Regions from separate parts of the Capra hircus genome. Here region 2 is linked to region 1. The links are chromatin contacts, called in public Hi-C maps. All regions are on one chromosome and are shown on one strand. Each heading gives the region's core, a stretch centred on a gene start, on an enhancer-like site or on the middle of the called end of the contact. The rest is flanking DNA. Distances are from core to core; before and after follow the strand shown.

Region 1 (5,638 bases), core at 1,430-3,929:
TCCCCAGACCACCCCCAGGGCTCTCTCCTCATGTCTGACAATCAATGGGGACAAGTTTAAGATCAAGGCTACGGTCACACCAATTCTTTCTCTTAACAGATATGTGACTCTAGCTCGAGGGTCGTGACCACATTTCTGCACATTTGCAACATCTTTGTACACAGATGCTCTCTCATATCTGACAGTCAGCTGAAGTGGAAGCAGTAACCCCACCCAACAGATGGTCCAGGGACGCAAACACATCCTCCAGCCTTGACAGCATCCTCACATCCAGGTTCCTGTCTCTTGCACCCTGAGGAATCCTTCGAGGGGGTCACGACAGAATGAGAGGTGCAGAGAAATGTTTCAGCCAAGGTGATGGGGCACACTGGTCAGTGTGGGAATTATCTGATCACAGAAAACAGAAGCAAAAAGACCCTTGGTGACCCCTGGTCACCATCACTGCACAGACACAGGAGGGACGGGAAGAGACTCGTCTGCAGCGGAGTTCCTCCTCCTCAGCTGGGTGACCTTTCGTTGGGGCAGTGGGGGTATCCTCTGCAGCACCCCTGGCCTCGACCTGCCAGATACCAGAAGGAGCCCCTCCCCTAGTTGGCACCACCAAAAATGTCCCCAAGTGTTGCCAGGAGCTCCTGAGGTTGAGGACGAGTGCTGGGGAGGGTCTGGCATGGAGTCTGGTTTATTCCATGAGGATTGACACTGCTGCAGCTTATGGTGTGGCTGCCGGAAGCAGTGTGCCCAGCTCTCTGAACCTGTCCATGTGAGACGCCATGTCTAGCCGCCACCATTCTCATCTCTTGTTATCCATCCATCCCATCCCCACTACCATCCTCTGGATGTCTTCCTGTTGGCCTAGACTCCCCTCCACAGGGGTCACATCAACTGTGATGCTTTAACCAAGCCTGATCAAGGACGTCACAGAGGAAGGAGCACCTTCCAACTCAGTCCTGCAGACCTGAACCGTGACCAAGGAGATGGAATTCACTTTTTCAGCCACAAATACATTGTTGGCCTAGAATTAACGACTGGACCCATCCTTGGATCTTATAAAAACAGGAATATATGCCAGACTGTTCCTAGTCTATATGTGTGGACATTATTATAGACAGAATAACAACATTAGACAGAAATCAATAAACAAAGAAAGCCCTGAACCAAGGCTCTGCCATATTTCACAACCGACTTTCATATCTTGAGTTCATGCGCAATGGGTTTGCTGTTGTGCAGTTTTTTTTAAATTACCTCATGATTCTGTAACTGTGGCTTCTGACCTCTGACTGTTCCCCCCACAACCAGAGGAGACCTGAGTGAAGAGAGCGTGTTTGGATGCACTCACCGCACACGCAGGGACCCCCGCCGGCCGGGGAAACGTCTTGGGTGGAAAGCAGTTTTCTCTGGTCTGCTTTGCAGAAACTCTCTAATTAGGTCAGCTAGTCTGATTACAGGAATTAAGGCCCTCCAGGCTCCACAAACACAATAATTCAATTAAGGACCAACAGGACCTGAGTCTCTGAGCAGTAATACAATTTCAGTTCCCAAGTGAGGCAGAGAGCAGAGAACAACTAGATTACCCGAGTCCTGGGGAAGCAGCCAGGGTGCCTGGAACCTAGTCTAGGGGGAAGACAGGGAACTCAGCCTCTTTCCAGATTGTGTTAAAAACATCTTATGGAAAAACATGAACAAACTTTTTGGCCAGCCCGATATAAGAAGAACATGCTGTGATGCTCAGTAAGGCTTTCCGGAAAAATCGTGGCCAGTTAAACAAACTACCAGGCCTGTGTGTTCATAGGGGAAATGTAACAGGGAGAATCCTGACCAGGAACTTTTAGTATAAATTGCTTTTTTGTGGTACCTCTATGAATGGAGAATAATCAAAAACACATCTAAACACTTACACTTTCTGTTAAAATTGACTCAAGACTCTTAAAACTAATGGAATATTAACATAATTTGTAAATGTTCAATGTGAGAACATATCTCGAGAGTGCTTTCATTCCATCCTCTTTCCACTGTATTTCATCTCTGGCAGTTTACACCAAAGGGACAAGTATAACACAAGTGAACACAGAACTGCACAATTTTATCTTTATGTTTTTAAAAACTGCAAATTTCAGCATATTCACAAACAAATGTGCACTTTTAACACAGGTTCACTTTGGGTCTTCACCCTCTTGTGTAAGAAATGCTTTGAGCTCACAAGACAATCATGAGTAATTCATTTCTAGGGAAAAGGAATTCTACTACCCTCTTCAATTATCTATATTTAAAAATAGCACTCATTCCCCAAATAAGGCTTAACAATGGAAATAGTCCAACACGGTCTTATGTTACATTTAAACGTGCTGGAATTTCTTCCTGGAGTGGGACAAAAATACCCAAAGCTTACGGGAAGGAAACACATTTTTACGGGCAGAAAGAGCTGTGAGCACTGCCTGGATCACTGTGTGGCTTAAAGATCACTATCTGATCTATACAGATACTAGCACCTAATGATGTGTAAACATTTCTTATCCATGGTGATGGACTGAAGGGACACATGTCACTCACCCTCTCAGAAGCTTGAAAAGCATGCAGCCCAGGGAGAACCAGTCGGCACTGCTGTCGTAGGCGGTCCCCTTCTGCAGAACTTCGGGCGCCATGTACCCGTGGGTGCCACTGGGGAGAAGAAGGGCGCGTGCAGTCAACAGCATGTTCCCGCTCACAGACTATCCCCAGCTCGCCCAGAGGCCAGGGCGCCATTCATCAAATAGAAGCAAGGCCAAACAAGGAGGAGGGGACACCAGCACTTCCATTAAGTATGGCTTGGTGAACACTCATTAGGAAAACGATCTTTCCTTCATTAAAATAGGAATGAATATTAATAAATTACCATATGAGATAACCGTGAGCCATGTGCATGCTCTGGGCATGCTCTATGGTCTGGGAGGTGAGATCTGAATCTTGTGAGCCTTCCCCACTACAGCAAGGGGGAGCCAAGGGTCTCTTGCCCACTGGAGAGCTTTTGTGTGGAGATGTGTGGGGCTGGGGAGGTGGTTATGAACGGGTGACCACACCGCAGTGTTCCGGACCTGGAAGCGATGGGGACAGGTTAGTGCCCGTCCCCATCTGCGAGGACAGGTGACCAAACTGCAACACTCTGGACCTGGAAGTGATGGTATCGGGCACTCCTGTGAGGCGCCACCCCCCATGCTGAGGACTGGGGTTTGCACAGGTGTCCATGGCGGCCCCCACCCTCCACAGTCACGGTGGTCCCCAAGTGGTGGTGGGGAAGCTGACAGGTATGGAGACAGAGAAGTCCCAGGTCTGAAGAGCTGCCGACAGGTCAAAGGACCCAGCTCAGCAAACGTGCAGATGGCTTGCGGGAAGCTGAGGAAAACCACCTGGGAGGATAGCTGTTTACATATAATATGTTCTATCTGCAACTCAAAATCCTCTCCTGTCCTACAATGTGAGCACACACCATTCCAAGAGTGAGAGAAGGCTCATGGGAAACTTTCAGAGGCGTTGGCTCAAAAGCACTCCCCAAAAGCCGTTATCTGCAGCTGCATTCCCGTCCTTCATCGATTTTCTTCAGATAGAACGGATGATGATGTGATACCTTCACCCCCACAGAACACAAGTGGGATGGGCTCAGGGCAGCACCGGCACTAGAAAAGAACCCCTTGCGTTCTTATAAGCATTTCTAACTTGCTTATGCTCAGTTTCGGTGAGAATCTGCTCAGACAAGTAACCCTGGATTGTTGATGACACGGGCTCAACACTGGGACTGGTGTCCCCTCAGCCTCATAGTTCCATCTTGAAAGACTTTTCCAAACAGTGGAAATGGGCACTGGTCCATCCACCAGAAAAGCTCTGCCCCCTGCAATCCAAAGTCTGCTGGCATGAGGTCAGTGAGTCACACTATGAGGACGTCAGAGATTTCTGTAAGGGGCATCCAAGCCATTTTCTGGCAAGCTTAATTTCAGTGTGGCCAGGAAAACCTTGGTGGCTTTATAACCTGTGATTCTTGGGATCAAAACCCAGTCCTGGGATGGGAAGACTCCGACAAGGAGACATACGCGGGGTTAGTGCACATCACGCCTCCGGGTGGACACGGCACACAACGCCGAGCACTGGGCCGCCTGCCGCATGGTTTCCAGCCCTGCCACTCGGCAGCACCCGAGGCTGCTGCGCTTCCCACGGCCGCTCTGTGCTGTCCACGCTGAAGGAACACCCGAGCGTTTGAAGGCACGGTGACTAGAGGCCGAGAGCTGTGCTCTTGAAGAAACTCAGCTGGGACTCAGGGAGTCAGGACGATCCGCTAGATTCCACAAACAAGCTTCCCTGTGTGGTCTGGTGGCTGCTCCACGGTTCACTTTTAGTTTCTGAGAACCCAATTCCATCATTAAAAGGACGGAGTCGGGGTCAAGATGGGGAACCGACCACGACGCTGCTCTGCCAGCATCAGATGGAGTCCTGGGATCACACCTACCGCTTTGAAAAGACCAGAGAAGCCCAGTCGAGGGTGAGAGTCTGGCCACAAGTCTTTAATCTAGTACCAGGTCCATCCTCTCAAAGCCTCATGGAGTTCAAATGAGTGTGGGGAGCTCGAGCCTTAGAGCTGGACAGAACTGGATTTTAATTCAAGCCCCACGATCTGCCAGGCCTGTGACTTTGCTCAAGTTCCTTAGTTTCTTGGAACCTCAGATTCTACCCCATAAAAAGTCGATGATTATATCCATGCCCTATGCAGGCTTCTAAAGAGCCTCTTGATGGAAGTCTTGAAAGAGGAGAGTGAAAAAGTTGGCTTAAAACTCAACACTCAAAAAACAAAGATCATAGCATCTGGTCCCATTACTTTATGGCAAATAGGTAGGGAAACAATGGAAACAGTGAGAGACTTTGTTTTCTTGGGCTCCAAAATCACTGCAGATGGTGACTGCAGCTACAAAATTAAAAGACGCTTGCTCCTTGGAAGAAAAGCTATGACAAACCTAGACAGCATATAAAAAGCAGAGACATGACTTTGCCAACTAAGATCTGTATAGTCAAAGCTATGGTTTTTTCAATAGTCACATATGTATGTGAGAGCTGGACCACAAAGAAAGCTGAGCGCCAAAGAATTGATGCTTTTGAACTGTGGTGTTGGAGAAGACTCTTGGGAGTCTCTTGGACTCCAAGGAGATCCAACCAGTTCATACTAAAGGAAATCCTGAATATTCATTGGAAGGACTGATGCTGAAGCCGAGGCTCCAATATTTTGGCCACCTGATGTGAAGAACTTACTCATTGGAAAAGATCCTGATGCTGGGAAAGATTGCAGGCAGGAGGAGAAGAGGGTGGCAGAGGATGAGATGGTTGGATGGCATCACTGATTTGACTGACATGAGTTTGAGCAAGCTCTGGAAGTTGGGGATGGACAGGGAAGCCTGGCGTGCTGCAGTCCGTGGGGTTGCAGAGTTGGACACGACTGAGCGACTGAACTGAACAGAACTGAATGAAGACACTAATAACAACACATTCAGGCCACCAGCCACGTGTTCCTGGGACAGCCAGTGTTCCACTCACAGCATGAGTGCTGTCCCCACACCAGTCACTTCCTGGACAGTCCCCTAGGCGGCTATTCTGAGAGGTCAAGGAGCCTGTCTGCCTCAGCCCC
Region 2 (5,638 bases), core at 1,782-4,281, 160 kb after region 1:
TTACTTCCCTGTTTATGACTTCATATGTTTTTAATAGAGTTGCTATGTACACTATATGTCAAATATATATCTATGTACATACTAAACGCCGGGACATTTTTGCATATGTATTTTAGACACCCAAGGCTGTCTGCTATAACAAAGCCCCTGCCTCCAGACCTCAGTTTTCCCATCTGTGAGGTGGCAGACTTGCTGTCCCCCCCGCCCTACCACTTGCAGCTCTGGGAGTTTATCTGAATCTATCTCATACATGGCAAGGAGAAAACACCTACTGTGCATGCTGCTGCTCCTGCTAAGTCACTCAGTCGTGTCCAACCCTGTGCAACCCCCTAGACTGCAGCCCACCAGACTCCTCCGTCCCTGGGGTTTTCCAGGCAAGAGTGCTGGAGTGGGCGCCACTGCCTTCTCCCCTGCTGTGCATAGGTTGTCCTAACTGCTGCCCTCCCTGTCTGCACCCTGGCCTAAAATCCCACCCTCTGTGACTCCATCCACTATCCTCTTTAAAAATATACTTACCCATCCCCCAGGATAAGTATCCCTAGTTCTCAGCGTGGGGTGTCTGCACCCCCAGGAGATAGTTGGCTGTTTGGAGTTACAACTCGAGGGTGTTACTGACATCTACTGGACAGAGGCAAGCGACGCAGCTAAACAACTCGTAACGCACAGGGCAGTCCCACGCTCAGTCGCTCAGTCTTGTCCAACTCCTTGCGGGCCCCCAGACTCTGGCCCATCGTGCTCCTTTGCCAGTGGAATTTTCCAGGCAAGAATACCAGAATGAGGTACCATTTCCTACTCCAGGAGCTCTTCCCAACCCAGGGATGGAACCTGCATCTCCTGCATTGGCAAGCAGATTCATTACCACAGAGCCACCTGGGAAGCCCCCAGTTGGTCCTGGGACCCACATCAGGAGAGCTACAGTTCAGAGGCCTGCCCTAGACTGAAGGCAATGGTTGAATATTTTTTTTTATACTCTCTAGACTAGGGGGTCCCCAGCCTCCAGGGTCCCTGATGATCTGAGGTGGAGCTGATGTAACCATAATACAAATAAAGCACAATAAATGTAATGCACTTGAATCATCCTGAAACCATTCCCCCTTCCCCTAGTCAATGGAAAAATTGTATTCCATGAAATGAGTCCCTGACGCCAGAAAGGTTAGGGACCGTTGCTCTAGATCGAGAAGGCGGAAGGAAGGAGAACAGAAAGTTTCAAAGAGACAAACACCTTTGTTCCTGAGCAGCTAGGCACTGGGCTCTAGACTTTTCGCTTCGGAGGACCTGTCGCTGAACAAGTCACAAGCACACTGTTTTCAGATAAGAACGTTAAGGCCACAGAGCTGTGAAGAGGCAGGGCTCAGTCTCACCCTCTGATGGGTTCTGGAGTCTGTGCTTTGGAAGGACTCGTGGGGGATGGTCACCACTTCAAGGAGGAGGGGAAGGAGGGATCCTTCCCAGCTTAGGGAGCAGGACGAGCTTTGCACCCCGTTGCCTGATCTTCCTAGACTGCCGGTCTTCGCCTGGACATGACCAGTTTTAAGGAGGTTGTCTTCTTGGCCACGCCTGCTCTCTGGGCAGGGCCAGCCCATTCCTTCCTTCCCTCCTTCCTTCCTGCATCCAGTCTCTACCAAGCCTCAACTGTGTGTGGGCTCTTGAGTCCAGAGAATGCAACTCCGGCCTCCTCCCTGCTCTCAGGGGAGACTTCAGTCTAGGATGGAATGGAAATGAAGTAAGGAATCAAAGAAAGGTAAAGCCACATCACGCTCAGGCCTTCGGAAGACAGATAACGGACTTCCCCAGCAGCACAGAGACTAAGAATCTGCCTGCCAAAGCAGGGGACATGGGTTCGATCCCTGGCCTGGGAAGATCCCACAGGACATGGAGCAATTAAGCGTGTGAGCCACAGCTACTGAAACCCACGCTCAGGAGCCTGGGCTCCTCAACAAGAGAAGCCACCGCAGTAAGAAGCCCACACACCATAACAAACAGTAATCCCCGCTCACCACAAGGACAGAAAGCCCACGCAGAGCCAAAACACAGTGCAGCCAAAAAAAAATAAGTAATTGTTTAAATTAAAACAAAAACAGACTAGCTCTCAAAGGTATTGTCATGATTAGGGTCTTTATCCAAAGGGCGACAGGGGACCACGGCAGGTTTAAGCAGGACAGTGTCACGATTGGGTCTGCATTTTTTGAGTGGATTCCCTCTGACTGCTGTGTGGAGATGGGGCTGACCAGGCAAAAGGAACGCAGAGGGACCTGTGAGGAGGCTGTTGGGATTGTGTGAACAGGAGACGATGCGCTTGGATCGGGGAATTAGTGAGTAGTGGGTGCATCTAACAGAAATTCAAGAGGTCAAACGGTGATGGAAATTCAGGAAACCAACCCTGGGACATCACATACCTGTTTCGTTTCCAGCATCTCCTCAGGGCAGCTCTGCCAAAGCTTCCTGATGCCCAGGTCCGAAGCCCATCAACGCCCCGCTTCTCGACGGGACCAAACGTTTGCTTTTAGGAGGACATTGCTGCGGCTCTGAGGTGGGCCTGCCCTCCAACCCAGGTTCCCGGCACGGTCTGTCCAGAGGAGCCGCGTGAAACGGCAGCCCAGCCCCGTCAGCCGGCATCAAAGGCCCCAGTGAGGAGGCGTGGGAAGGGCTATTTTAGGCTCCTTATTTTTAAAGCCGGGGTCAGGGCGCTCCGCCCCTTAGCATCTCCAGGACTGGAAGCTTCCATAGGCACCCCCTGACCTCCCACCGGCCCAACCCCAGAGACAGACAGGAATGGCTGCAGGGCTGCACAGTGACCATGGGCAGCCGGAAAAGGGCCCCTCAGAATGGCTGGTGAGGGGTTCGGAGCATGGAGGTTCAAAGGCAGCCAGAGTCCTGGGTTCCGACACCAGCTTTTTCACTTTCTCTTGCTTTCAACAGTGGCCTTGGGCAAGTCATTCCCTCGTCTGCGACGCTGTTGCTCCTCTGTGAAACAGGAACCACCCACGGGTTGCTATAGGTCAGAGTTAGTCACCTGACCTATAACAACCTGTAGCTGCCCTGCATGCTGTGACTGGCGGGATGTATTTCCAATCAGAGCTCGGGGGACAGGTTGCGGGGGGAGCCCTGAGGATGATGCTCTGCTGCCACCTGGTGGCTGAAAGGGGAAGTGGCTCCTGGAGGCCAGAAAGGAGAAGCCGCGCGGATTCTGTGGAGACCAGAGGATAAAGGGAGAGGTCCAGGCGGAAGGAGGGGAGGTTGGGGGACAGAGCACAGCCCCCCGTGACAGACGGACGAGGAGGGGGAGGGGAAAGACAGGGATTGAATGGGGAGATAGAGATAAAGAGAAAAAAAAAGACGGAGGGTTAACAGACAGAAAGATGGAGAAGCAGAGGCACCAGCAGAAATAAATACAGGTCCCCAGGGAGAAGAGAGGGAGAGACAGGGACTTCCCTGGTGGCCCAGTGGCTAAGACCCTATTTCCGAATGAAGTCGCATTCTGAGGTATCGGGGTTAGGACTTCAACATATGAACTTTGAGGGGGGAAACAGTTCAACTCATAATCACCACCATGATTCACACCATAATCACCACCACCAACAGCTACTTCCATCCCCCCGGAGAGGAATCTGCCTGCCGGCTGGGGCTGTCTGCCTTCCTTTGTAGCCCCTACTCTGCCCATTCCGGGAACAAAACAGGTACTCGGTGACTGTCGGCTGAAGAATGAATGAACAAATCGAAGCTGGCAACATTTATTAGTTCCCACCTTCATGGTAATTAATCTCTTTAGCTCTCATTCAATAGGGTTTCCCATTTTTCTAGATTTGAGGAAATGATTTTATATGGAGATATTAAGGGGCAAGCTTATCTAACATGTCCTTGAAGAAGGATGGTTTAGGGCAAAGGGTAGGCCAGGACTGAGCACGCACACACACATATGCACACGCACACTGCAAGATTTATTACATAGCAATGGTTATTAACATAATACGGTAAGAATACAGAGACACACAAACAGAATAGGAACAGGAGGAAAAGAGCCCATAAATAGACCCCCTGTATATGTGACCATTTACTATGGGACAAAGAGGCAAGTTTGCACCACAGTGAGGGGGAAATGGACTTCTCAATAAATTACTCCAGGACAACAGTGATCCAAAGTGGGGGGGGAAAAGAAATCAAAAGTGAAAAATTAGGTCCCTGCCACATACTATACACAAAAATCAACTCCAGGACAACTGAGAGCTTAAATGGGAAAACTTTAAAAGTTTAAAACCTGTAGGGAAAAAGTTTGGAGAATATATTCATGACAAATGGGGCAAGAACTTCTTAAAGAAGACATAGCAGACATGGCAGATACAAACCATAAAGGCGCAGAGTGATGTTAAATCACATCAAAATTTAAAACTACATCAAAAGACAGCACAGCCAAAGGAAAAAGCAGCTGCTCTCCGGGAGCGGGTATTCATACTACAGAAGACCAACCAGTGTTTAACATTTATATACCGAACACCTGGGTTATCTCACCATTCTTGCTATTACCCTGTTAGGGAGACACTACTTTTTCCCTATTTTTCCCAATAGGAAGGCTCTGAGGTCCCCTGGCTGGGCAGGGCTCCAGAACAGCCAATTGAATCCAGACTCATAAGATGCAGGAACCCAGCCCCCAGTTGCTACACTAAAGGACCACCCCAACCAAGGCATGAACAAGGGACCACGGAACTCACAAGCACAGAGACAGGTCTTCGTGACCTCTCTCCCGGATGGGGGTGGGCATTAGAGAGCTTGGGGCTCCTCTGGGCAGATTTAAATAAACTCCCAGGTTCAAGGTGATAAGGCAATTCTGTGTGAATGGCAGGCAGTAGGTACCTTTTTAGGGTCTGGAGCAACCATCACATGCCCCTGAATGACTGTACTTGGCAACCACACAAGGACCACTCAGAGGTCAGCCAGGCCAGTCACTGGGGGGGCCAAAGGGGGTTGTAAGTCAGGTGAAGAAGTAGAGGCTCAGAGAGGCTGGACAATGTGCCCCAGGTCACAGAGCTAAGCAGCTGCAGAGCGAGAAGTCTCAGTGAGGTTGTCCCACCCCTCACCCAGTCACTTTCTGGTTCTCTCGTCATTCTGTCGGCCTTACACACACACGCATGCAAGCACACAGCACCCTGGCCTCCACAGGCGATAAAAAGACGCTGCCTCGGATAAGTTGCAAGTCACACTTTATTCACTCTCCAGGATGTCTGGTGGGATGCTGGGCAGAGGCCAGCCCCTGGGAAGGAGGCGAGGGAGGGGCACTAGCTGGAGGGGTGGAAGGCGCCCCGCTGGTGCCACTGCATGTCCCGGATGCGGCGCACGGACTGCACCTGGGGCTGGGGGGCCCCAAAGTCACCGCTGTCCTTGTAATCGCCCTTCTCCAGCAGGTACTGCAGCCCGCGGTAGCCGGGGTACTGGTAGCCGACCCACCTGCAGGGCCAGAGGTTGGGGGAGGGCACGTGGGGAGACAGGAGATGCAGATGGAGAGAGATGAGGGGGATGGCTCAGCCACTAGGAAGGGTGGGCCTGCCAATCATCCCACACTACCTGGGTGTTGAGCAGAGCACCACCACCCTTCCCGGGTCCAGCCTCTGCTTTCTTCCTTCCCTTGACACGGAGCTTGCTACCT

The links. Hi-C and Micro-C count contacts between places; a contact is called where the count stands out from the background.
Region 2: a contact with region 1 is called in a Hi-C map of liver, with 4 times the contacts expected there. The contact joins two enhancer-like sites. A contact is called at or near these places in 2 of 5 Hi-C or Micro-C datasets (blood and liver).

The regions. Positions count from the first base shown.
Region 1 is chr17:5,596,557-5,602,194 of ARS1.2, forward strand. It overlaps GRK3 (beta-adrenergic receptor kinase 2), which reads right to left. Exons shown (of 21, transcript XM_018061071.1): 13 at 2,548-2,655. Among named protein-coding and RNA genes, the nearest start is that of MYO18B, 29 kb to the left of the region's middle. Within about 2 kb of position 2,680, at least 1 of the 5 cell types and tissues checked has an H3K27ac peak or open chromatin away from gene starts, as enhancers often do.
Region 2 is chr17:5,756,745-5,762,382 of ARS1.2, forward strand. It overlaps CRYBB2 (beta-crystallin B2), which reads right to left. Exons shown (of 6, transcript XM_005691604.2): 6 at 5,180-5,439. The coding sequence ends at 5,271. Among named protein-coding and RNA genes, the nearest start is that of CRYBB2, 13 kb to the right of the region's middle. Within about 2 kb of position 3,032, at least 2 of the 5 cell types and tissues checked have an H3K27ac peak or open chromatin away from gene starts, as enhancers often do.